4 separate regions of the Mus musculus genome follow, and regions 1, 2 and 3 are each linked to region 4. A link is a contact called in public Hi-C and promoter capture Hi-C data. All regions are on one chromosome and are shown on one strand. Each heading gives the region's core, a stretch centred on a gene start, on an enhancer-like site or on the middle of the called end of the contact. The rest is flanking DNA. Distances are from core to core; before and after follow the strand shown.

Evidence for each region. Promoter capture Hi-C pulls out the DNA fragments that hold promoters and counts their contacts. A called contact is a pair of places that touch in the nucleus more often than the background predicts.
Region 1: a contact with region 4 is called in a Hi-C map of cerebral cortex, with 4 times the contacts expected there. The contact joins the enhancer-like site here to the promoter of Khdrbs3 in region 4. A contact is called at or near these places in 1 of 39 promoter capture datasets (the HPC-7 cell line), 2 of 484 Hi-C or Micro-C datasets (cerebral cortex and cortical neurons) and 2 of 115 datasets of contacts at active chromatin or transcription factors (neural progenitor cells and neural tube).
Region 2: a Hi-C map of cerebral cortex shows a contact between it and region 4, with 5 times the contacts expected there. The contact joins the enhancer-like site here to the promoter of Khdrbs3 in region 4. A contact is called at or near these places in 1 of 39 promoter capture datasets (hippocampal neurons), 9 of 484 Hi-C or Micro-C datasets (cerebral cortex, cortical neurons, hippocampal excitatory neurons and 1 more), 1 of 115 datasets of contacts at active chromatin or transcription factors (neural progenitor cells) and 1 of 9 other capture datasets (adipose tissue).
Region 3: a promoter capture Hi-C map of liver shows a contact between it and region 4. The contact joins the enhancer-like site here to the promoter of Khdrbs3 in region 4. A contact is called at or near these places in 1 of 39 promoter capture datasets (liver), 3 of 484 Hi-C or Micro-C datasets (muscle stem cells, nephron progenitors and uterus), 2 of 115 datasets of contacts at active chromatin or transcription factors (both in embryonic stem cells) and 2 of 9 other capture datasets (adipose tissue and pancreatic islet).

Annotation. Positions count from the first base shown.
Region 1 is chr15:68,692,932-68,698,860 of GRCm38.p6, forward strand. No RefSeq gene overlaps it. Among named protein-coding and RNA genes, the nearest start is that of Gm25987, 24 kb to the left of the region's middle. Within about 2 kb of position 2,325, at least 6 of the 459 cell types and tissues checked have an H3K27ac peak or open chromatin away from gene starts, as enhancers often do. A contact at or near this core is called in cerebral cortex and cortical neurons, where this site is marked.
Region 2 is chr15:68,791,773-68,797,896 of GRCm38.p6, forward strand. No RefSeq gene overlaps it. Among named protein-coding and RNA genes, the nearest start is that of Gm49415, 40 kb to the left of the region's middle. Within about 2 kb of position 3,974, at least 12 of the 459 cell types and tissues checked have an H3K27ac peak or open chromatin away from gene starts, as enhancers often do. A contact at or near this core is called in adipose tissue, cerebral cortex, hippocampal neurons and 1 more, where this site is marked.
Region 3 is chr15:69,064,012-69,069,469 of GRCm38.p6, forward strand. All of the region lies in intron 7 of Khdrbs3 (KH domain containing, RNA binding, signal transduction associated 3), which reads left to right. Among named protein-coding and RNA genes, the nearest start is that of Gm31550, 49 kb to the left of the region's middle. Within about 2 kb of position 3,335, at least 5 of the 459 cell types and tissues checked have an H3K27ac peak or open chromatin away from gene starts, as enhancers often do. A contact at or near this core is called in liver and pancreatic islet, where this site is marked.
Region 4 is chr15:68,925,192-68,931,103 of GRCm38.p6, forward strand. Khdrbs3 (KH domain containing, RNA binding, signal transduction associated 3) reads left to right here and starts at 3,229. Exons shown (of 9, transcript NM_010158.2): 1 at 3,229-3,642. The coding sequence starts at 3,555.

The DNA of each region.
Region 1 (5,929 bases), core at 1,075-3,574, 230 kb before region 4:
AGTGGATAAAGTTGGAGAATATTTTGTTGAGTGAAATACAAGCAGTATTTTACAGAGGCCTTGAGGTGGAGCACTCTGATGAGTAAGCTATCCAGTCACGGTGAACAGCAGCCCATCTTCCTAAGCTTTTGCATGGGAACATAAGCTCTTCTTCTTCTTTTTAAAAAAGAATCTGACTGTTAGCTAGAACACACGAGGAAATACTAACTTATAGCACTTTAAACTTTAAAAGAACCACTCTCTAGAATTTAAAAAAAGGAGAGTTGGCAGAGAGGTGTGGGTGGGTCTGGGAGGATGAATGTGATCAGGCTACCTTGTATGAAAAGAATGTTTTCTCAAAAGAATTAATAAAAGTAATCGAAAGAGAAGAGCTTGTAGGTTTACAGTTCCCCCATTAAATTGGTGCCAGAGCCAGCTAGATGGAAACAGCATTGGAAACAGAGCTATACAAGAAAAAGACATTCTGAGCACACTGTGGGATGCTGGGAGAAATGATGTCAACTCTACATTCTAGGCTATGACTCCACAGTGGGCTGTCAATGAAAAATGGCTTTAAGAAACCTTTTATGGGATGAAGGGATGTGAAGAAAGAACCCTAAAATTTAGCCACGAAGTTTTTCTAGTGTGATGTACCCAAGGATTAAGATCTAAAGCCAACAAAGAAACTCCCTGGATATAGCTCTTCCTCTGTTGGGTAAACCAGAGATAATGAGAGGGATGAACCATGCCAGATCAGGTGATTAAGACAAGGCTCCAGTTCTGGGATGGAGAACAGGACACGCACTGTACATGATAATGGATTTTTATTGTGAAGGTGATTGGATCATAACTCCTATAGGGCATTCGTGAAGCAAGGCTTTGAATGCTTCTGTGGGGGTGTTTACAAAGAGGATTAACTGAGAGGGTAAGACCTGCCCTGAAAGTGGGTAGCATCACCCTTTGGCCTGGGGAAAGGCAACTAGCATCAGTATCTTTTCCCTGCTCCTTGCTCTGCATAGGCAAAGGAAGCTCCCAGTAGAGACAAGTCACCCCTGACAGTATGTCTTCGAGACCACAAGGAACTGTATCCCCACAAATCATGAGGAAAACAGAATCTTTCTTCCATAACTTGCTTCTTGTCATAGCCATATAAAAAGTGACCAAAACAGATGGATGTTTCGGGGAAATAAAAACCTTACTTATAAATACACCTACTTACAGGGAAACCCAGGAAGGATACAGTAGCCTGGAGCTGGGGAAAGACAGGAGGTATTACATTTCTTAAGTCAGAAGGTCTGAGGGAGAAGATACCAGTTTCCAGAGAAAGAAAGCAGTGTGAAAAAGACAGTGCAGGTAAAATGACTCTGATGCAGGGACACATGGCAGTGCCACTGCAGAGACCAAACCAGGGAGATGAATTACCCAGTGTCACTTTTTGAAACATCTTCTGTTGTCCTCTGCATGTTCTTGTTGATGGAGCCCAGGGAAAACTAGCCAGGAAAACTAGGAGCAGTCCTTAATACAGTCCACAGAGGGAAACATACCAGGGAGATAACTGGATGAGAAGTATGTTATAGACACCCTTACCCTGAACTTCCTCAACCCACTTCATTAGTATACCTGCATTGTAAAGGAGCTTTCTCCATCTGCTTCTTGGCCACAGGACATTTTCTCACCACATCTAGGCTACTCATCTGCCTATTATGTAGGACAACATGCAGAATATTTAATGGCCCAAAGTCAACTGCCAAACCCAAGAGTGTATATCAAAGATACACGCTGTGTCTCTGCATCTCACTTGCAGAGGCTTGCATGGGTCCAGATCTCAGTACACGTTCTTGCTGCCTTCTTCCAGCTCACTACTCACATCTCCTGTTCCTCATATATACTTCCTGAGATCACCTGCCCAATGAACTACCTTCTTGTCCAACATAGTCCTAAGACCTCTTCAGGAGACATCAAGACAGCAACGCATAGAAAATGACCCAGAAGGACAAAGAGAAACTATATACCTCACATGTGTAAAGGGAAGGGTGTTGAAGCCTAGGGGCAAATAGCTTAGTATAGAAATACTGTCAAGAAAACAAGCTGAAGGGACTGTGGCAACAGAGAAGAAGGGGCACCCTGCCAGGGATGTTGGGTGTGGTGATGGAAGGTTTCCAGAGAAGTATGATTTCTAAGTCCTGCCGTCTTTCAGAAAGAAGCAGGCATTCTCCAAAGTGAAAATTCACAGAGCCTGAAGGTGAGAATTCTGTCCCCTCTTCCTCTCTGTGGGAGAGGAGCTGATTGGAAGCCTGCTCACCATTGCTCACTCCTCCTGCTGTTTTGAAAGGTTCTGATATGAGGGAAAATATCCTCTCTGGGGAGCCCTTGCCCTTTCATGATTTGCCAAACACCTCCTCAGCGAGGTACCCAAAGCCCTCTGCAGCTGATTGAGATTCAAAGAGAAAGCAGATCTAAATGAAGGGTCTGAGTGAAAAGACTGTGTTTATTGTTGCTCTCTGGCATCCCTGGCAATCTTCACCAGAGGAATTTCCACACCACGCTGACTGCCTGCCAGGCAGACTGGGGAAAGGCTTCTCGCAGGAGCAGCAGGCACATCTGTTTAAAGGAGAAAATGTTCATGGTGGTGAATTGAAGTTGTTTGATGCACTTCAGGGAAACTGCCCTAAATAGCCTTTGATGCATACCTCTTAATAACCTTCGTTCTACCTGAGTGTAGCCCATGTGATTTTTAAGATAATAGAAATCAGAAAATGGAGGCTGGTACTCCAGCCTAGGTCCCTTATTTATATGGGAAATCATGGTCAGAGCAGACAAATAGCTACCATATGGCCACGGGGCACATGAGTTACAGAGAGAACATAGTACCCACATCTACCCCAGTGGGAAAGTCGCAGGATGGGAGCTTGATCCTCAAGTGTGGATTCTATCCATTCTTGCAAAAATCAAATTCTGCATGCATTTGTTGGGCACTAGTCATGGATCTGACCCTATGTTACACTTTGAATAGTAAAAAATGAAAAAACAGCAATGAGAAATAAAACCCAAATTGATTTGACCCTCAAGACACCACAGTATAAGACACATGGATTTTTCAAGTCAGCCAATGTATCCATCCTGGAAAGCCAAGACACTGATGGACATGCAGCACACATAGAACAGGGAGCACACAGGATCCTTATATCCTCCATTTCCATACTGGGTAGATGAGTGTTCAATAGAATTTCATGCTCACCCAGCAGCCCAGATTGTGATATTATCTAGAACTGGGGTCTTGGTGAATATAAGTGCTTAATCGTATTGGGTTAGATTTGGTCTTAAAATCAGTGACAAATGTCACTATGGGAAAAAACAACCGGCAAGAGAATGCTACATGAAGACAGAGGCAGGGGGTCAGAATGACAGAGTTATAAGGAATAAATAGCAAGAGTTGCAGGCAATGCCTAGAAATCAAAGGACAAGCGTATATGATAGTGCTGCCCCTGCGGGATTTAGAGGAGCAACATTTCTACCAACACCTCCATTTCTCACTCCCAGCCTCCACAATGGTATCAGAATGTACTTCTGTTCTCTTAAGCCATGTAGTTCATGGCACCTTGTTACAGTAGTCTTGGAATGTTAAAAGAGTCTTCAAGCTAAAGGCTTGGTTTCTTCCTACAGGGTATAGGGAGCTGTTGAAGGGCAGATTGTCTCTAATGTAAGGCTGACTCATATTTCTATATCAGTCATCTGCACTTTTCCCATCATTTGAGGTGACCTCAGAGCACCTGTGTCATAAAACTGCTGTTCAAAGATTTCGACTCCCCACTCCTGCAGAAGACACGGCAGGGAAATTATCAAGGCAAGCTTCCTGGCAAGGTGGCTCATGAGAGAGGCCTTAGAGCATGATGATGAGGAATTCTCTTATAGAAAGTGACAGAAAGAGAGTCCGTGTAAGAGGGACAAGAAGGGCCAAGGCTTGGAACTGAAAACAAGAGGTGGATATTTGTGACTGTATACTGTATGTTTGTGTTTGTAATACTGTATGTGCACATGTGTGGAGGTGTTTTAAACACGTATATGTGCGTATAATCAACAAGTAGTATCCGAAGGCCTGAGAACTGAGGATAAGAAAGCTCACAGTTCGAGGTATACGGTAAGTATGTCACAGGAGGGAAGTAATGGTGGCAGGAGCTTGAGTCATTGTGTCACATTACATCACATTGCATGCACAGGCAGGAAGCAGCAAGAAATTAATGCTGGTATGCATAGGCTTCTTCCAGTATAGCAGTCAAGCATCCAAGCATATGCATGGGTCAAGGTAGGCCTTCTCACTTCAATTCACTTAATCTAGACAATCCTCCAGACATCCTGGAACCTAAGTTAATCTAGATCATCCCTCACATGCATGCCCAGAGGTCTCTCCTAGGTGATTCTAGATCCATCTAAGCTGACATTTAATAATAACCATCCTACTATCCATCTTAGGTGACACACCTTATATCAGTCAGGGGCTGTGACTATGGCCAAACACTTGGGAAAGGCAACTGACAAAAGGAAAGATTTATTTCAGACATGGCTTCAGAAGACTCAGTCTAACGTCAGATGGAGACGTTGCTTTGGGACAAACACAAGGCAGAATGTGATAACAAAAGTATGTGATGGTGAGGAATGCTTATCTCATAGCAGGCAGGAAACAGAGAGAGAGAGACGAAGTAGAAAGAGCTCAGGGCCAAGATAGATTTCTATAAAGCATGCATCAGGAACCTGCTCCCTCTGCCTGGGCTCTCCCTTCCACAGTTCCACCACCCCTCAATAATCTATTCAAGGTCTGAATCTATCAGTGGATTAAATCATTTATTATACCAGTCCTTATGCTCTAATGGAAACACCCTCAGAGACACACCTAGAGGTGAGATTCACTAATCTTCTATGTGTTTCTCAATCCATCAAGGTAACAATCAGTATTATCCATCACAGTCAATGTAACAGCTCATCTAATAGTCAGCTGGTTAACCTCAATCACTCCAATGATAGCTTAGATGCAAAAGAAAGAGACCATATAAGTGGATCTAGAGACTTTATACATTAGAAATGTTGGCCTAAATAAGTACTGATGTATTTTAACATCTCCATAGGCTCTATGGGTATAACTTCTCATGCCCACTAGTGAAAAGATTAGCAACAGAGCAAAAGAACACAGAAGCCCAAGGTTTTTGTTTTCTGCCAGAGTATTAGAGTTTTTTTTTCTTGGTTCTAGAAATGGTTATATGTACATACACACAAACTGGAGTCAATGGGAATATTATGTGTGTGTGTGTGTGTGTGTGTGTGTGTGTGTGTATACATATATATATACATATACACATACACATACACATACACTTATATATCCAGTCATGTGTATATTTGGGGTTTATCCCTTGAGATTGCATAACCTGCCAGCTTGTTCTTGGATTCTCTCTTCCTCTGCAGACATTGGCTGCCTATAGCTCATTATGCAGGGGTAGAGCCTTGTGAAAGTTCCCTCACCCATGTTGGTATATACACTGATATCATTATGAAATTCTTGTGAAAGTATTCATACTGTTGAGATCCACTTGTGCACCATGCTTTTGTCTAGAAGACCATTTTGCAGCCAGTAAGAGTGTTCTTTGAGTCTTCCAGTTATTCTTCCACAGTGTTCCCAAAGCCTTAGGTATAGGGTTTGTGTTGTAGATGTATGGACTGGAGGTAGGCAACACACCATCATTACTCTCTGCAATGTGATCTGTTATTGATCTCTGTAATAGTTTCTGTCTTTTGAAAAACTGACGAGAGGTGAGAGTCCCTGTATCTTTGAATATAAGGCTAAGCATTTAGAACATGGGTAGAAATAATACTGGTTTAGTGGCAGTAGTAGGTTTTCCTCTAGGACCTATGATGCCTCCAGTCATGAATAGTTGGCTGGGTTTACAGTACCAACCAT
Region 2 (6,124 bases), core at 2,724-5,223, 130 kb before region 4:
TTGCTGTTTGTCTGTAACAAATGAATAAAAACTCTAGCATATTTTCCTGCTTAATAAAAATATTTGTGTGACTACTGACTATTTACAAAAATATACATGTGGATGAATGGGTAGATAAATGGATGGCTAGACTGATAGGTGGAGGGTAAATAGATGGAGAGGTGAATGGATGTAGTGAGCATAAGAATGTAGATATATGATACTGAGATTATTACAGGGGCAATGAAATGAGCATTTATACTGAATTAGAGAAAAAGTATTAAACCACTACTAACTACAATTATCTTTAGGTTCTTTTATATATCTGTGTATCCGATACTGCATCAATGTTTTAGAGGTCTCTTAATAAAACCAGACAATTTGCACTATTTTTATACCTGCTTAATTGGTGAGAAAATCTGGGCTCAAATTGATTGACTAAAACTGTAAATGAAGTAAGTGAACTGTCAGAATTTAATCTTGATGCAGGACCACCTATCCAGGCAGAGGATCTTGACCATCCAGTCATTTTACCAAGAAATACAGATATCTATATTGTTGAAATATATAGATACCATCCACCATGTCACTGGAGCAGAAGCTGAGAAACTCACAAGCACTAATCCTCCCTTCTCTATGCCAGGTATGACATTTATAAGGCTCAGGTGTTTTCCTATTAGTGAAATGAATGGGTTGGGCTGAGATGACCCAAGCTCCCTACCATACAGAATATCGACTACATATGATATCATGGGCTATTTCTACTGTCTTTGGATACCTTTCAGATGACTGTGGCTTTCACGGTTGACAAATAACTAAGAAGGTGATCTGTATCCCTGTATTGACCATTAACACGGAGCCAGGTTGATTAGCTGCACCCATCAAGTTCTGGTTCCTGACATCTTTCCTAAAATTAAAGAAATGTCACTAAACAGTAGGACTTAGCATTTTGAGTATGTAGTAAAGATGCCAGAGGATCAAGAGGAAATTGTAAAGATAGTGATTTTTTTACTTAGTTTGAAGTAAAGAAACAGACAAAACTGATTTTGCAATCATTTCTCTGCAAAATTCTGCTACACAGTAGGGTGTCCTGAAACATCCCATCATTCCACAGTAGCTCACATGTGGATTAGACCCCCTTCTAAGCAACCTGCAGAGCCTCCATGAAGCTCCCTAAGATGCTGTAGCCATTAATGGTAACATGGTTAGCTCTTCCTTGCTTAGACACTTTCTGCTTTCTTGTTCTTTCTCTTCCATTTCATCATCTTGCATTCACAACTGCGGAATAATAAAACATCAGTGAAAATTAATATCTCTGAGTCTGGCTCTCACTTTTCCTAGGACACTTGAGATTCACATATTTGTGAATGTTGTGCTAGTACATGAGTTCACTATCTGCCTACGATAACCCTATTTTCACCCACTGTCCAGGAAATTCACTGTTTGTGGTAGAAATCAACAGGAATAACTCAGGTGGTTGGTTGGATGCCCTTCACAGCTACTATGGCATCTCCGAATACTCCTAGTAGCAAGGAATGTATATGTATAATATATATATTATGTGTGTGCATGTATGTATGTATGTATGTATGTATGTATATATGTATATAACATAGACATTAGACATATGGAAAATCTCCCCAGACATCATAGATCAAAGGTCAAAACAATTTATAAGGCTTTGTTCTTGTAATTTTCTACTTGACTGAGAGAACAAACTGAGATATTTTTTGGATAATTTGTAGCTCTCAGATATCTGCACATATCCGCAAACTGATAGAAGATTAATCACAGTGCTTGAATCAGATAATGCTGAGCCAAACTGCTTGTTCTTTCTAGAGGAAACAGTTCAAAACAGTTGTTGGCAACTTCAAGATTGGAAAAAAAATGACTAAAATTAAAGGGACGTTCACAAATTCATTTCCTAAGTAGCTAATGCTCAGTGTAATTAAATAATACCATTACAATGGATAGTTAGATATGGTCAATAGTGCCAAATATTCAGGTAGTCTGTAGCTGGTGTCCACAGACAAGGCAGTGATGGTCTCTAGAAAGCTCCATCAATTTCAATGAAGAACTGCCAATGAATGCTGGCAGTGATGGAGCACTTATCTAGTACTTATGAGGCCCTGGGTGTGAACTCCAGCACTTCAGATGATGATGGTGGTAGTGATGGTGATGATGATGGTGGTGGTAGTGGTGGTGGCAGTGGTGATGAGGGTTATGGTGGTGGTACTGGTGACAATGACAGGAAAAGGATGATGAATGGGAAGTATAGAGAGGAGAAGGAGAAAGGAGGAGAAAAGGTCTGATAATAGAAAAGAGGATACGCTAAATGAATGGGACAGCAGTGAGCTTCTATCATACTCTGTTAAGAGGTAGCTAGTATTGACTCTACTGAGTTGCCTAGAATGTTTCATTCTAATTTGTCTCCTATTTCTGTTGTACTCTGTCTTCCAATTGAATTCCTCCTTCCATCCCACTGCCCATCTGTCCATCCCAATGAATGACAAGTACCTTGCCATCTGTGATTGGACATTGCCACATATGAGTGTAGTGCCTTATCTAACACTTGTTCTTATATTCATTCAACAAATATTTAATCATCTGTTGTATACCAAGTTACTATACACACACATTCACACACACACACACACACACACACACACACACACACACACTTATTTAAAGCCTTTTCTTTTGGAGTTTATACTCTATTGAAGAAAGACAGGTACAGTAAAATATCCATAATAACAATGAAGAAATATAAAGCAGAAGTGGAACAGCTAAGCCAGACTCCTTTCTTCCCCAAATTATTCTGTGCACACCACAAGGGCTTCCAAAGAAAGAGGAAACACATAGAGACTTCAAGAGCCTGAGAGTGGCAGGAAAAGGGTAGGGACCTTTTTGTAGAGGTCAGGAGAATGCTGTAAGATGTCAATAAGGTCTTTGAGGACCAAGGGGCTTTGTAACTGAGACTTGAACTCATTCTCTGAGCAGGCAAAGATTTGGCAGTAGTCTAGAGTCTCACTGCTTGGCATGTCTTCAGATCAGCCACATCAGCATCATACAGAAGCTTGTAAAAATTAATAATCCCAGGCTAGCCCTAGGCCCACCAAATTGGAAGCATTATTTTTATATGCTGCCCAGCTGACTCCAGTGCAAATTAAAGTTTGAGAAACACCTTTTTAACCAGGGTTTGAAGAGTCATAAAACCTTGATGCCAAGCCACATCTGATGCCTGTTGCAATGGAATTTGTGAGGGGGGGGGTAACAGAATTTTCAAAATCTAAGCATGAAAGTTACAACGTGAAATTTCTTCTTGATTCTGGCCTCTGTATGCTGTTGTGAGCAGATATTCAACTGTGACACAATTTGGAGAATAAGAAACCACACCTCTGACTTCAGGTGTGGCCACATTCATCATAAACCCCCCAAAAGCTCAGTTAATGAAGCAAGAACTTCTGAGTAGAAAGACGTACACATTCACTCTTTGTGAAGAGGTTTTCTCTTCCTGGTGACAGGCTGGCAGATCTGGCCCCCTGCAGGTGGCTCTGCTGTTGCAGACACAGGACAGAGCGGACACACCCATGCTGGGTTTGCTGTTCCTTCCTGAGCAGCACATAAGGATGCTGGAAGAGAGGACAGCGGGGCTTTGGAGCAAAGAAGAGCATGTAGTCCCTAATCCATATCAACAACAGGCTCTGTTCTTGAGGATCAGCCAAAACGCTTTATTTCTCATCAAAACTGAGTCATACTAAAAAAGCAAGAAGTAGAGCCAAGATGCAAACTTTCTCTAGCACTTTCTTCCCAGAACCTTAGTCATGCTATTTACCTATGAGTATCCTTTGAACCATTTCCCCCTGCATTTCCCACCATCAACCCTAAATCAATGGAAGGGGGCATGGCAGAAAGCACTGATCTGGACAGTACTCCACTGGAGCATCTGGGCTTGCTTACAGGCTTGGATCTGGCAGGAATTACTGTTATGTCTTAGAAAATGATGTAATCTCTCTATCTCGTCTCCTAGAACATTGTGAAAAAATACAAATTTCCCACCAAGTTACATCCTCTGTTCACACATCTCTTCCTTCCCCCATATTGGCACCAATATTTAGGAAAGGAAAATTACCATTCTCCATAAGAAAGGACCAGAACATGCAACTGAGAGCAAGCTCAAGGCCAAGAAGACTAGAATCCTCTCTGGGCTTAGCGGTAAAACCAGCCCATCTTTCCTAAATTATTGGTTCATTTAGATTAGCTGGTTCTATCCATTTTCATTGGTCCAGCTATGACATTATCCCAAGAGCTCACAGTTCCTGATTCAGGCCATCTTACATTCAAAATTACTTCAACTAGATATTGTGACACTCATTACACACACACACACACACACACACACTCTCTCTCTCTCTCTCTCTCTCTCTCATGACACAGAGAGAGAAAGAGAGAGAGAGGGGAGGGAGGGAGGGAGGGAGGGAGGGAGGGAGGGAGGGAGGGAGGCAGGGAAGGAAGGAGGAGGAAAAAAGGAAGGGGGACATGGCTCAATAGACTTTGACATCTTCTCTATGCCTCTTTAAAGGAGGACACTGGAGCCATCCTCCAGTTACTTCTGCTCAAAACAGTCCTCATGTTTAATTTTCATCTCCTTTTCTCCATGGAAAATTGATTATCAGCTCCTATGAATACAGTAACAAAAGTATCTTTTCACAGGAAGCAAATCTGGTCACATGACTTCTCTCTTCATCCCATGGCAGCTCCTGCCTCTAGAACAGAGCCCAAGTGCCTTTGCCTGCTTTTAAGGAAGATCCTTAGGACCCGCCCTGTGAAGTCGCAAAGCTCCAGATTTTGCTAGCTCTTTTGTAAACACATGCTCTTGGCGTGGTGGACTCATTAACTTCTGAATGAAATGTGCTGTTTGTTACTGTGAAAATGGAGACAGAGCCTCACTTCCCTTTCTCTCACTCCTTCAGGACAGTGTCCCCATCTCCTGCCTCCTACTGGAAGATGACTTATAGAGAACCTCCACTGGATATCTGGTCATTGGACTTAAGCTCCTGGTGTTTCTGTCACAGGCCTTCGTTGACATCTGCTATTTAGTGACAAAGCTGGACTAGGTAAGAACTTCCATGAGAAGACAAGCTTTATCTTTGCCCCATTGTTCTGTTCACAGTCACAAGTAGACACCTTCTACTGTGTTCAAGAACCAAGAGACCCCTGGCTACTTACACTCAAAGTCTAGCCAATGATTCACACCGTTTCTAACTTTTTTTTGATGATGCCACAATTACAAGACACCATAAGTTGTCTTCCTACATCATTTTGTTGCGTTTCCTCCTATAGACACATCATTCCTTCTCCATGCTTACTTCTAAAATGCAGATTTGATCATTTCCCTTCCTGGGTTAAATTTTGTTTTCATAGGCACTATTGTCCAAAGGTTAAAATCTGCCCACCTTAAAATAGCACATGTTATGTTCCTTTGCAGTCTTCCCAGCTTTAAACCTCAGGAAATCTGGAAGCCCCACCCCCCTCAGATTCCCATTTTTTAGGTTGAAATGGCCTCCTGATGTGTAAATACATCATTGTCTTCAAGAGTTCATTTCATGTATCCATTAGGGATAACATATACTATACTGTGTATCAACATCTGTATCAGGTACAATGATGGACAAGAAAAACATAGATGTGCTCTCCCAAAAGGTCTGAATCTCATGGGGAGAAAAGGGTGCTTGTACTTCCCTTCCTAACTGATGCCTCTTTTGTGATTCATCGTGTACCACTCTGTCTGTCAACATGTCTACTCTTGTAGCTTTTTGTTTACACATATGTCAGATTATACCAGGAAGTACCGTGCCTATTCATCTGGCATCCCCAGCACTGGAGAAGTGTCTGACATGTGCTAGTTATTGAATAAATGTTTATAGGATAAAGGAGTAAGGACTTGCTTAGCTTTTCCAGTATTTGAAGCTCTGAGGCAATGGAACACACAATGTCTGTCATAAATGGAGAAGAACAGCTCTCCTCAGAAGAGGACTGGTTGGAACTGGATATTCCTCCAGAGATTAGTTCTACAGCCAAGTTCAGCAAAAGGTATCAGCTGTGAAGATGAGGGTTATAACAATAGATGAGTTAAGGTTCCCCC
Region 3 (5,458 bases), core at 2,085-4,584, 140 kb after region 4:
CTCCATGGTGATGGAGCAGCAAACATGGAGCCCCAGAGCCAGTGTCAGGGACCTCCTCCATGGCATTGCTTAGCAAACAGGACACTGTCATTGCATTGAAAATGATCCAATAGAGTCTGGGGCCCTATCACAAAGTTCTTTAAATGAAACAAAGCAAAGGATTTTCTCCCCACAGTTACTAATGAAGTTGGAGCCGATCAAACATGTGACTCTCCTGCCAAGTGCTGGTTATCACGTCAGGTGCTGTCATGCTTGTCATCCCATTTGCCTGTCTGTCCTACATCTTAGAGAGAAGGAGATGCTGGGAACACCCATCCTGCATCTCTGTTCAGTTCAAGATCCCAGCCCAGTTCTGCTTTCCAGTGCTTTAAATATGAGATGTGTGTGGAGAGGGAGTGTTACAGTAAATGGGCAGACTACATGAACTGTGCTCACAGGTGGAATCGTTACGCATTTCTTCCATAAGTGTATGGAAACTCACTAGGGGCAAAGGCAGCCTAGTGGTAATAAATCAATTGCCACTGTCAGTTCCCTGTTTAATGTTCTTGAGAATACATGAGATTTATCACCGAGGCCTTGTAGAATAACGGCAGAGTATGAAAACAGAGTCCACCAGGGAGATGTACGACATCATTTGGATTTAGCGCTGCCATCTGCTTAATAGTGCTGAGAAAGATTGCAGTAGTACTTATGATCAGCCATTCAGAGCACTGACAGATGCTACGCTGGGTAAGCATACTGGGAAGGAGTTCCTTACCACCGTGGACTGTGTGCTGGGCCGGCTGAGCAGAGCATGTGTTGGTTTCTAACCCCAACTTTAAACCTTCACTGTACAATTTAAAGGTCTGCTTACCAGATCTTTCCCTGTCTGCTTTCTGTATTTCATACGGCCTTAAAAGGTGCTTATATTGATTTGTAAAGTTTTCCTAATAAGTTTTACATATACATATGATCTTTTTTAAAGCAAAGTTTATGTTTACTTGGTTAAAGCAGGGGGTGCCATGTAGCAGGATTTTTTAAAGAGGAGGGAGGAAGGGTGAGAGGGAGGGACTGAAAAAGGACATCATGCATTCTCAGGACAGGCTGTGGCATGAGCCCCTCAAGAGTCACCCATGGATCCGTGTAATCACTTTAGGACTGAAAGAAAGTGTTAACCTTTGAAGTAATTTTTGACTCTTTCAACTGAACATGAAGGCTTGGTAAAGAAAACAGTGCCTGTGAATTAGAGTAAGCCTAGATTTAATTCTAGCTCCTCTACTCCCCTATGCTATGTGAATCTGGCCAGGAACAGAAATTCATTGAGTCTTCTCATAAAAGTGCTTCAGTAGAACTTATTGTGGCTGTTTAATGAAGTAGTGCATGCAGTGTGGGAGGCAGTGCCCCAGTGAGTCACTGTAGCCTCCTGCAGTAGACAGCACACACTGCTGGGGGCCCCTCACCATTTCCTAGGAGGGGAGCAAACAGGGTGTTTAGACCGTAGGGACCTTTTTCCATACATATCCTTTGACAGCCTTTCCTCTTGATACAAGAAATAAGCAGTCTGAATGGATGATGCATTGCCTTTGTGGTCCCCTAAGACATGGCTGAAAACTGTCATGGATTAGATTGTTAGCATTCTTACATCTGCCATTAAGCCTGTGGTCAGTGCTTAATGAGTTAGAAAAATCAGTCAGTGTCTGAATTCTTCACAATGTATTGAAACCTCATTGATTAAACAGTGTTTGATGCACTGCGTCTATAATTCATTGGGAAGGGATTTTCCTGTTAAGAGAGTGGTGTTTGTAGCTGTGCCTGGATTTTCAGTGCCACAGTGATCACTCCCCAGTAGGAGCTCTATGAGAAAGATGGGGGCAGGATTTCTGAGAGCATCCAGGTAAAGAGGATTTGATGCCGGATCTAGTTTCCCACTTGCTCTATTAAGACAGTGTGCTATACTTACCTTCAGTGAGTAATGCAATCTGGGGTGAAGTTTCTTTGGGACATGTTGGACTGGGGATGTAGGTGGAAGGGTCACACATTAAATACTTGATAGGAAATATTTTACATTTAATAGCTCACCACATAGCTTGTAGCTATTGTTCTATCCCAGTTACTGCCATTAATTAATTAATGTTTAAGGAAGTGGGCTATAGTTTTATTTTTTGGCATCTTCTTTTGTTAGTGTACCACGGTATACGTTCTCAGCAGTAGAGAAGGTCAGGTAGGATAGAACGAGTAGTGAAGCAGAAGTGTGTATACATAGGAATCACACACCCCACTGCCAAGCAGCCATTTGTGTTCCTTTCTTGAATCTCTACATCCTTATCTACAAAATGGGAAAAACTACTGCCAGCACCAACCTCATATAGTAGTGTGGGGCTCAGCAGAGAATTTATAATTAATCTGTGTAGTGTAAAACAGGGCAATATGGCACTTTTGTGCTTAAATATGTTTAATTATATACATATATAATATTATTTTATATATTTATATATATATATAATATCCTATTATATATATAATTATATCTTATCTTCCTTCTGACACGTGTATGTGTTTGCCTGTGCTTACTGGCGAGCTGCTCAGACTGCCTCCCTGGTCATCCTCCATACACTTTCCCGGTATTACTTGGTGTGTGGTATACATATAAAAGCAGTAATGGTCTCTATTTTGTGCTACTTATTTCCTGTCCTGATGTTTTTATTTGGTATTCTATAGAAGACCAGGAACTAATGGACATCAGAAACCACAGGATTAATCACCAAGACTCCCTTGTCTTTCATAATCTGTCATTTAGAAGCACTGCTGCACCTCAGGAACCTGAATTCATGTTGATTGTTGAAGTTAAGATAGAGTCACTCGCTCCACTTGCAGTCTTCTGAAAAGATCAACAAGAAGTATTGCTGATGCTCTTAAGTATTGTCGAGTTTAGAGACATAAGTTGTATTGTTTGTAACTATGTTCTATGATCTGATAAGAATGTTTTACACATAGAAGAAAAAATTATGCATATAAGCTTAAACCAAGTAGTAGAGATAAAAGTGTCTCAGGTAAGGCTGAATCAAGACTTTATTGAGTGTTTTTCCTATCTTGGCTAGTATGTCTGCCTGGATTTTAATCGCTAACCTACTGTTTACTCACTGTGCCTGGTTGGGCTGTGTAACCTGTGCTGTGTGATTAGAACAGCAGCTATCTGTTGGGATAGTTCCTGTGTAAAAGCAGTGTAGCTTCAGGAAGAATTGCTGAGAGACACATGTACATACTCAAAACATAATTTGGCAGGAGGTTTGTTGAATGGATGACATCTAAGTCTGTGTCTGCTGGTACAGTTTTCTTTATTGGGAACAGGAAGAAATGTCATGGAAAGTGTGAACACTCTGTGCGCTCCACCTGCTCACACAGAAGCCTGTGTAGCAATTACAGAGCTTGTGTCTGAGCACACAGCTCTTTCTTATCTTCCAATCAGGTCTTGGTGTGTAGGTTAGTTATCTGTAGGTTTGTTTTTGTTTTTCTTTAATTTTACAGAACCTTTCCACAAACAGCTATGGTTGAAGGCCCCTCCTGCTGACTAGTAAGCACTGTACAAATGGGGTTGTGCACATATTGAAAGAACTTGGCACAATCTAGCAGATAGTTGCTAGGTAAATATTTGTTCCTCCAAAGAAATTAATTTCTGCCATGTCTCTAGCATCATCTTTTCATTTGTTCATCAGATTTCCACAATTCTTACTATGCCTAAAATTGTCCAGGATGCTCAGGAGGAGTTGATGAGCAAAATGCATAATACTCTCCCCGAACGCCTACGTTCTGATGGTGACAATTATAAGTGAGTTAGGCATGTTTCGATATTGTCAAGAAGATTGATTGAAGATTTGAAAGCAATTCCAGAGCTTGTCTGCATGAAGGGCATCTGTGAGAACAGGAGTCTGTGTGAGAAGAGTTGTCTGTGCAAAAGACCAGGAATGCAGGGCTGCATCGATTCTGCCGTCCGAAGTGCTATGGTTCTCTTGTTTGAACTCAGGATTCCAAAATCTTCTCAATAGAAAGTGTTACTTTTTTTTTTTTTTGAGATATTTCTAAGCAATTTGGTATAAGAACTTTTCAAGACTGTGTTACATTAATTTTCTACCTAAACTTAATAGCAATAAAATTGAAATAGCTTACACATTTAAACCTTTGAAGTTAGTCAGGTGGCAGAGGCAGATGAGTTCTAGGCCAACCAGGTCTCCACAGAAAGTCCCCGTCCATCCATACTGAGACTGTGTCTCAAAAAGACTTATATAAAGCTAACCAAAGGCTATGGGGCTAGAGAAATGGCTTCAGGTTCTGCTCTTGAAGAAACCAAGTTTGTGAGTACAAGTTCTGTCCCCAGCACCCATATTGGGTACCTCATAACTGCTTATAAATTCACTTTCAAGGGATCCAATGCCCTGTTATGATTTCCAAAGGGACCTAACCACATACAGACACATACGTAAACCCATAATTAAATTTTAAATTAAATTAACTTTGGAGGTAATAGAAGAGTGTTGTTTGGACAACCAACATATCATCTGTGGCAGCAACTGTGTTTAGTAGATTACTAGCTGTCTAAGGTGTGCAGGCTCTAGTCCCCCAAATTGGCAGGTATGTCACTTCACACTGCAAGTGGGACTGTGTTTATATATTAATGTAAAGAATTGAGTTGAGCAAATATCTGGGGGTTTATCATAATCACCCAGCAGAAAAGAGAGAATGTGTAGCTATGGAAGAAAGACAACAGTGAATCAACAGTGCTGACTATGAAGGTCAAAGAAGTGGCTACAAACAGATATTGCATGTTAGCTGCTTTGTTTGTCATATTCTCCTGTAGAAACCAAACAGAAATACAATCAACACACAGACCAAGGAGTGCCCTTTGCAGCTGTAGCTGTTTCTAACTTTCCAGTTCTTTCTCATAAAACATTCAGCCATCAATTAAATTTGTAAGAAAAGGAAATATAATAATCAAGAGGTTGTTAGTCGCCAACCTTTATATACTTAATAAGTAAGGCTATAAAAGAAAATAGCAAATATAAAATTTAAAAGATATTGAATGATACTATCAAACCCTTAGACTAATACACATTTAAACCTTTGAAGTTAGTCGGGTGGCAGAGGATAACAGATTGCCTCTACATTCACAAACAAAACAAAACAAACAACTATATTATTCCCAAGTTGAGATAGAATTTCCATCAACACATAATAGTCTGTGTATTAAAATAAGATTCATCAAGTTTTTGTAAAAGAAAGCAATAAGGTAATGGGAAGAAGACAAGAAGAATCCAAAACAATTCTAGTGTCAGATAGTAAGAAAATGCCAGCAGCAAGGATGGGCATGTATCAAAGCTACACAAGACTTAACTGAAGAGCATGCAGTGCTCCACCCAACCCCACCCCACCCCACCCCCCAAAAGCTAAGGAACTGGAGCAGGACAACATATACGATTTGATTGTT
Region 4 (5,912 bases), core at 1,979-4,478:
GAGGAGTCAGAAAGCATTAATGCTGTGTCTATGTGGAGGTTAGTGAGGTATAAATCTTAACTGACCCTTTCCCGGTGCTCAGAGATAATGCTTGCTGGGGAAAGATTGGTAGCTAGTAAGTAAGGGATATGGGGGCCAGAATGAGATTTGAACTTTTCCACTCATGAGAATGTAACATAGGGCTCATATCTCTTACACATTCAAAGGGAAGTTTGTAATGTGGGTAGCAATCCTTATATAGAAGAAAACTAGCTCACAGACACTGGCTGTGATTGGAGCATGCCCTGATGGTGTCAGGCACAGCAGCAGTGTGTGTGATTCACTGGAGCTGATGTCAGAGGCCAAGGGTCTGTCTCTCCCTGGGAAAGAAGGCCTGGAAGTCGGCGGAGATTATAAAATGACAACTATCCCTCTGGGGTTGCAGAGACTTGGCTGTGCTCCTTCTGGTAGCCTGGAATGATGGGTAACAGTGGCTTGGGAGATACTCCTTGCATCTCTGGGACTGAGAGTCAAGACAATGACTTGGAAAGGTAGTTATGTTCCCTTATGCCAGCTGAGGGACTCCATGGAGTGTGGACAGGAGATGTAAAGCCTTGTGTAAAGCCAACAGTGCCCTTGTGCCCTTGTCCAGAGGTGCCATTGGAGAAGACATCTTTTGCTTCTAAATCCAGAGCAGTCTCAGTCCACAGGAAGTGCTTGGCCAGAGCAGGGTATTCTAGAGAGATCTCTGGCCTAGAATCCCAAAGGCTTGAATTTATATCACTGCCGGCTGATGTCTGCAGGGGAGCTATTACTTTCTCCAAGACCCATCACCCATGGGATGGTAACTTCATGAAGAACAGCAGAGTAGCCAGCAAAACATGGAGGTGGTGCCCTGCCCTGGATCTTATGGTCCAGCCAGACTGGTGGGTGGGGACGATTTTCTGAGCCTCTTACAGGAACATCAGTCTTCTCCCCTAGAGGACCCAGCATGAGCACTCACAGGGCTGGGCACCTGCCCACTTGGAGAGTTCTGTGAGGAGGAGGGTCCAGAGCAGGCGCGTTAGCATCTCTGTTGTAGGCCTCATGGTACACAGTCCTCCTCCCCAGCTGCTGGCGGGACATCTCTGCCAAAAGCACCACTGGAGGAGGGACAGAGATCTAATCAGGCTCAGATCACTACCCGGGAAAGGGTTAGGTGTGGGAAGGGTTCAGACTAGGAGGGCCTGGAATCTCAGCTTGCCAGTGGTGGCACAGTTGGCAAAGTATAAAATTCCTCAGCCTTGGAGATTTCTTGATGAGTAAATGGTGATAAACTGAATCTTTCCTGCAGGTATCAAGAGGACGATGTATAAAGCTGCCAGAGCAGCTTGGCACTTAGTAAATGCTCATAATAAAGATAATTAGTAAATGCTTAATAAAGATAATTAGTAACTGCTTAATAAAGATACTCATCAGTGAAAGTTTAGACTACTACCGAGGCAGAAAATGGAAGACACGGGGCAGGGAGCGCTGTTTCACCAGGCACTCTGCCTGCCTCTTCTCCTCAGTAGTGTTTGTCAGAGGATCCCTGGAATTCAAGTCTAGGGAGACTAGAGCAAGAGGCATGTGCTTCTATTTAGATGTAAAGGGAGAAAAACCTTCCCTTAAGAACTCCCCAACTGCCTCACATCTGGCCCCCCAAGAACTATGTTATGTCAGGGACTGCTGACATAACATAGTTCTTGGGGGGCCAGATGTGAGGCTCAGACTTGGGCCACACTGCATGGCCAGACCGGCATGGGGCTCAGGGTCAGAAGCAGGATCTACCCTTATGAGCTTGCTCTGCTGGGGTTGTGCTCTGTCTTCAGCATCAAGGAGCACACAGATGGTGTTGCCTGCTGCCTTTCGAAGCTTCTGCCTCAGAAAGCAGCCATGCGAGGGAGACTGCCACAGAACAGTCTGGCTTTCATTTTGTGCCTGGTGATTGTGAAATAGTACATCCTTATGAGGTTCCTAAGAAATAATCTTTTCTCATCTCCATAGGATAGATGAAGAGACTGAGGCACAAATGACCTAAGTTTGCTAAAAGGTCAGAACTAGTTAACCACTGTATTTTACTGCCACTTGCCAGTTCTGACTAAAGAGAGACAAGGGGGAGGTTGTTGTCGGGGACGCTACAGTAGTACCTAACCTGCAACCAAGTCCACACAAGGCTGGAAAAGGGATCAGGTGCTTGGGGGATTCCTTCAGCACACTGTTCTGGCGCTCTCTCCACATCCGTCCCTGACAACAGGTGTTAGAGACCTCTCCCTCAGACAAAATTTGCTGTTCCCCAAGATAGCCCTAGGCTAGTGAAAGCGGAGTTGTAGTTCTGTGAAGGGCTTTAGAGTACAGGGAGAGGAAAAAAACGAAGCAATTAAGGTTTTTCTAGGGAAGTCTTGAGCACTGTCAAGGGACTCTGGTTATCGAGGTTGGGGTTATGATATCCTCTGAACAGGGACTCAGGAGTCCTTGGTCTAGTGTGAGACATTTATTCCACACACCTCAGAGGATCTAAAAGGAGCCTAGGAGAGCATTTGCTGGGGTCTGGTTGCCTGTCGGAGGGCGACAGAAGACATCACCACCATGCGTGGTGTGGTAGGTTCCCTACTGGAGACAGTTTAGAGAGACTCATTCATCCACGTCCAGACACCACCATATAAGGAGAAGGGCAACACGGAGCAAGTCTCGGAAGACAAAGACAGTCTGAAGGGCAGGCGCTTTTATGTAACCGACTTCTGCGCCAAGGGTCTCAGGAGGCTGGCGTTTTAAGTCCTGCCCGGCGGTATTTTCGTACAAATAGCAGCGGACAGCAAAGCGACCTAAGTTGGGCAAGTTCGTGGTGCTTTGGCAAACCAGGAGTCTGGTCGCACTGCCTGTTCCCAGAGCCTGGCAGTATGAACCTGGGCTCCAAAGGCTCTGCCCTTGTCCCTTCTGGCTAGGACGGGTGACCTTGGACGCGCCACTTGACCCATGAGCCTCAGTTTCCCAGACTGCACATACAAGGCAATGCTGGACAGCTTACAGACGCTCATCGGGGAGCCCTGGATGGAGACCCCTGATCTAGGGACCGGAAGCGCCCCTACAATGTCCCCGCTGCGGGCCCGCGCAGTCCCAGTGCCCCCACGAGGCGGCGCGCGCCGGGCGGTCAGCATAGCGCGCAGGCGCGGCGGGCGGGGCGGGGAGGGCGCGGGGCACTGCGCGGCGGCTCAGAGCGCGCGGGGTGGCGCGCGGGGCGGGTCGTGGCAGAGCAAGGCATCGTCGCAGCCGGCGAGCAAGACTGGCCAGCGCTCCTCGGCTTTCCAGCCCGCTCTCTTCGCTCATCCCGCCGCCTTGCAGCCCGCGGCCCGCAGCGCGGTGATCTGGGGCTCCACGGGGCCGGGCTGAGCGGCCGCCGCCCGCCCCGAGCCGCCGCCGCCGCCCGGCCGCCCGCCCGGCTTAGCCGCCGAGGCGCCTGGCGGGGTCCGCGCCGCCGGGGGCGGGCGGCTCGGGCTGCGGGGCGGCTGGCGCGCGCGCGCCGCGGGGCGGAGAAGCGGGCCCGGCGGCCGGCGAGCATGGAGGAGAAGTACCTGCCGGAGCTGATGGCGGAGAAGGACTCTCTGGACCCCTCCTTCACGCACGCCCTGCGCTTGGTGAACCGAGGTGAGCTCGGCGGCCGTTAACGGCACCCGCGTAGCCGGCTCCGGAGAGGAGGGAGGAGGCCCGACATCAGCAAGGGACTGGAGTCTCTTCCTTGGGGACCCTGGTGGACCCAGGGGAAACTTCTGGGAGGAGGACAGAGAGCGTGTAGGAGCCTGTGTCTGGACTGGTCCTGGATGAGTCCACCAGAGAGAAAGAGAGTGGGACGCCCTGGGACCTGGGGTGTTTGGGGTATCTAAGGAGCTGCAAGAAAGCGCATCAGGGATAAGGATGGGCTTGGGCGAATCTGCTGCGCAGGAGGTGAAGGGAACAGGTGCTTGGTTTGTTAGTGAAGTTTGGGGACCTTGGAAGAGGTTTAGGGTCAGATCCTCCAAGCACGATAGAGGGGAGGACTCCAGCGGCCCCGAGGGAGGAGCCCAGCTTCTCTCCCACGGTTTTTCTGTGTGTGCCTAGGCGGCCGCCGGCTGGGCAGTTTGCTGTTCCTGGGGGCGGGCACTCATGCCAGCCTGGCAGGCAGGCGGCCCTTGAAGGTCTCAGTTTGGTAGAGGAGGCCCGCCAGAGAGCCAGTTCTTGCTCGCTCTTTTCTCTTCTTGAGACAAGCTGGTCGGGTGACCCTCATTGGTGTCAGGCTTAGGGTTGAACACATTGCCAAACGATCCACCCGCCTGTGCCATTTTTCACACTCCTCCAACCAGCGCGGGTGGTAAAAGGAACCGGGAAGTGCCAAGGACAGGGACACTGGGGTTTATGGAGGCACGCCTACCCAGGACAGTATTCTTCAGGTTTACTTCTCCTCTGGCTTCCTGAATCATCTGTTGGGATGGAAGGTAAATGAAGCCTGCCTTTACCGGATCTATCTGCGACACCCGGGTCCAGCATGGTTCATGTTTCAGAGGAAGATGGTCTGGGAACCTCTGGTTCTTTTTTTTTTTTTTTTTCACCCCTCTCCTTTTCCATACTTCTTTTTAAGGGATATGACAGAAACATTATCTGGTCAGATCTGTAACCATTTTTATGAATCACTTTGTCTAGTGGATCCTATTGGGGGTATGCTGTTCACAGCGCTGGTCCTGACTCTTATTGTTGGGAGAGAAAGATGAGGCAGACATATTCTATTTGTGTGTAGACACCTATGTTTTAGAACCACGACCTCTGTTACTTGCCTATTGTAGACAGTTGTCAGGATTAGGCTGTTGTCCTCCTGTGGGGGTGGTGTGGAGAGAATTACTTTCTCCAAGAAGTGAAGCTTCTTTGAACAGAAATATGCTTGCCAGCCTCTCCCGTTAATGGTTAGTGGCATGCTTATTTTGATTTCTTTAATATACCGGAGCTTGTGAAAAAAGTCATGGGCGTTGTTCAGTCTTAAATTAGTGGAAAGGAATTTTAAGTTTTGCTGCCCGGTCCTTCTGAGCAGTCTTGTAGTTAGGTCCCTGCAGTTAGGTTTGTACTACCCACTCCCGATCTTTATGTCTAGCTTTGGCTTCTTGCTGGGCTCTCATCTCTGTAAGAAATTTCTTTGTACAACGTGTGAGATCAGCGGATTAGAAATGGTCAGAACCAAGTACGTTTTTTCCGGGTGAAGAGACCAAGTCAAACTTGGGTCGGACTCCCAAGTTTGAGACTGGTTTCAAAGGGTAAGGAGTTCTTTTAAAAGTCTGGGTTGTTTTCCTGTGTCGTGTTGTCGTACCGTGTGCTGTTCAGATGCTCACAGTTCCATCGGTTCCTGTGTCTGCTGGCGTTAGTAGTGGCTCCATTCCTTGAACCAGACACTGTGGGAGGTGGTTTTTGTTTTTTTGTTTTTTTGTTTTTTTTTGGCTTGTTTGGCTTTGAACTCGGTTGCCTTGCTTTTCATCCGGACTGTAATTCTTGTAAGAAGTACATTTCTTAACGGCGAAGGATGCTCTGCTGCCAGAGTGCTTCTGTTACTGTGAGCTTTTGCATCACTTGAGATGGAGCCTGATACCCAGAACACGGTGCTCTGTCATTTGAAATATTAATTATGGTCGGTTACGTAACTCCAACATTACAAGGGCTTTAAAAAAAAAACTATCAAACTATCAGGTCTGAAGTCAGCATTTGGGTGATTTTTGGTAAAGTTTTATTTGAAATCTGATAGCCACCCCTTTTCCTGGTTATATGACAGCATGTTATTTACTACAAAGAAAGTCTTTTTAGAGGTTATGCTGGAATCTCCCACAGGTGGGGATGGTCGATACTGAGATGATTTTTTACTATGGTGTGGCATGCGAGAGAGACTCCGCAGCTAATGTCCC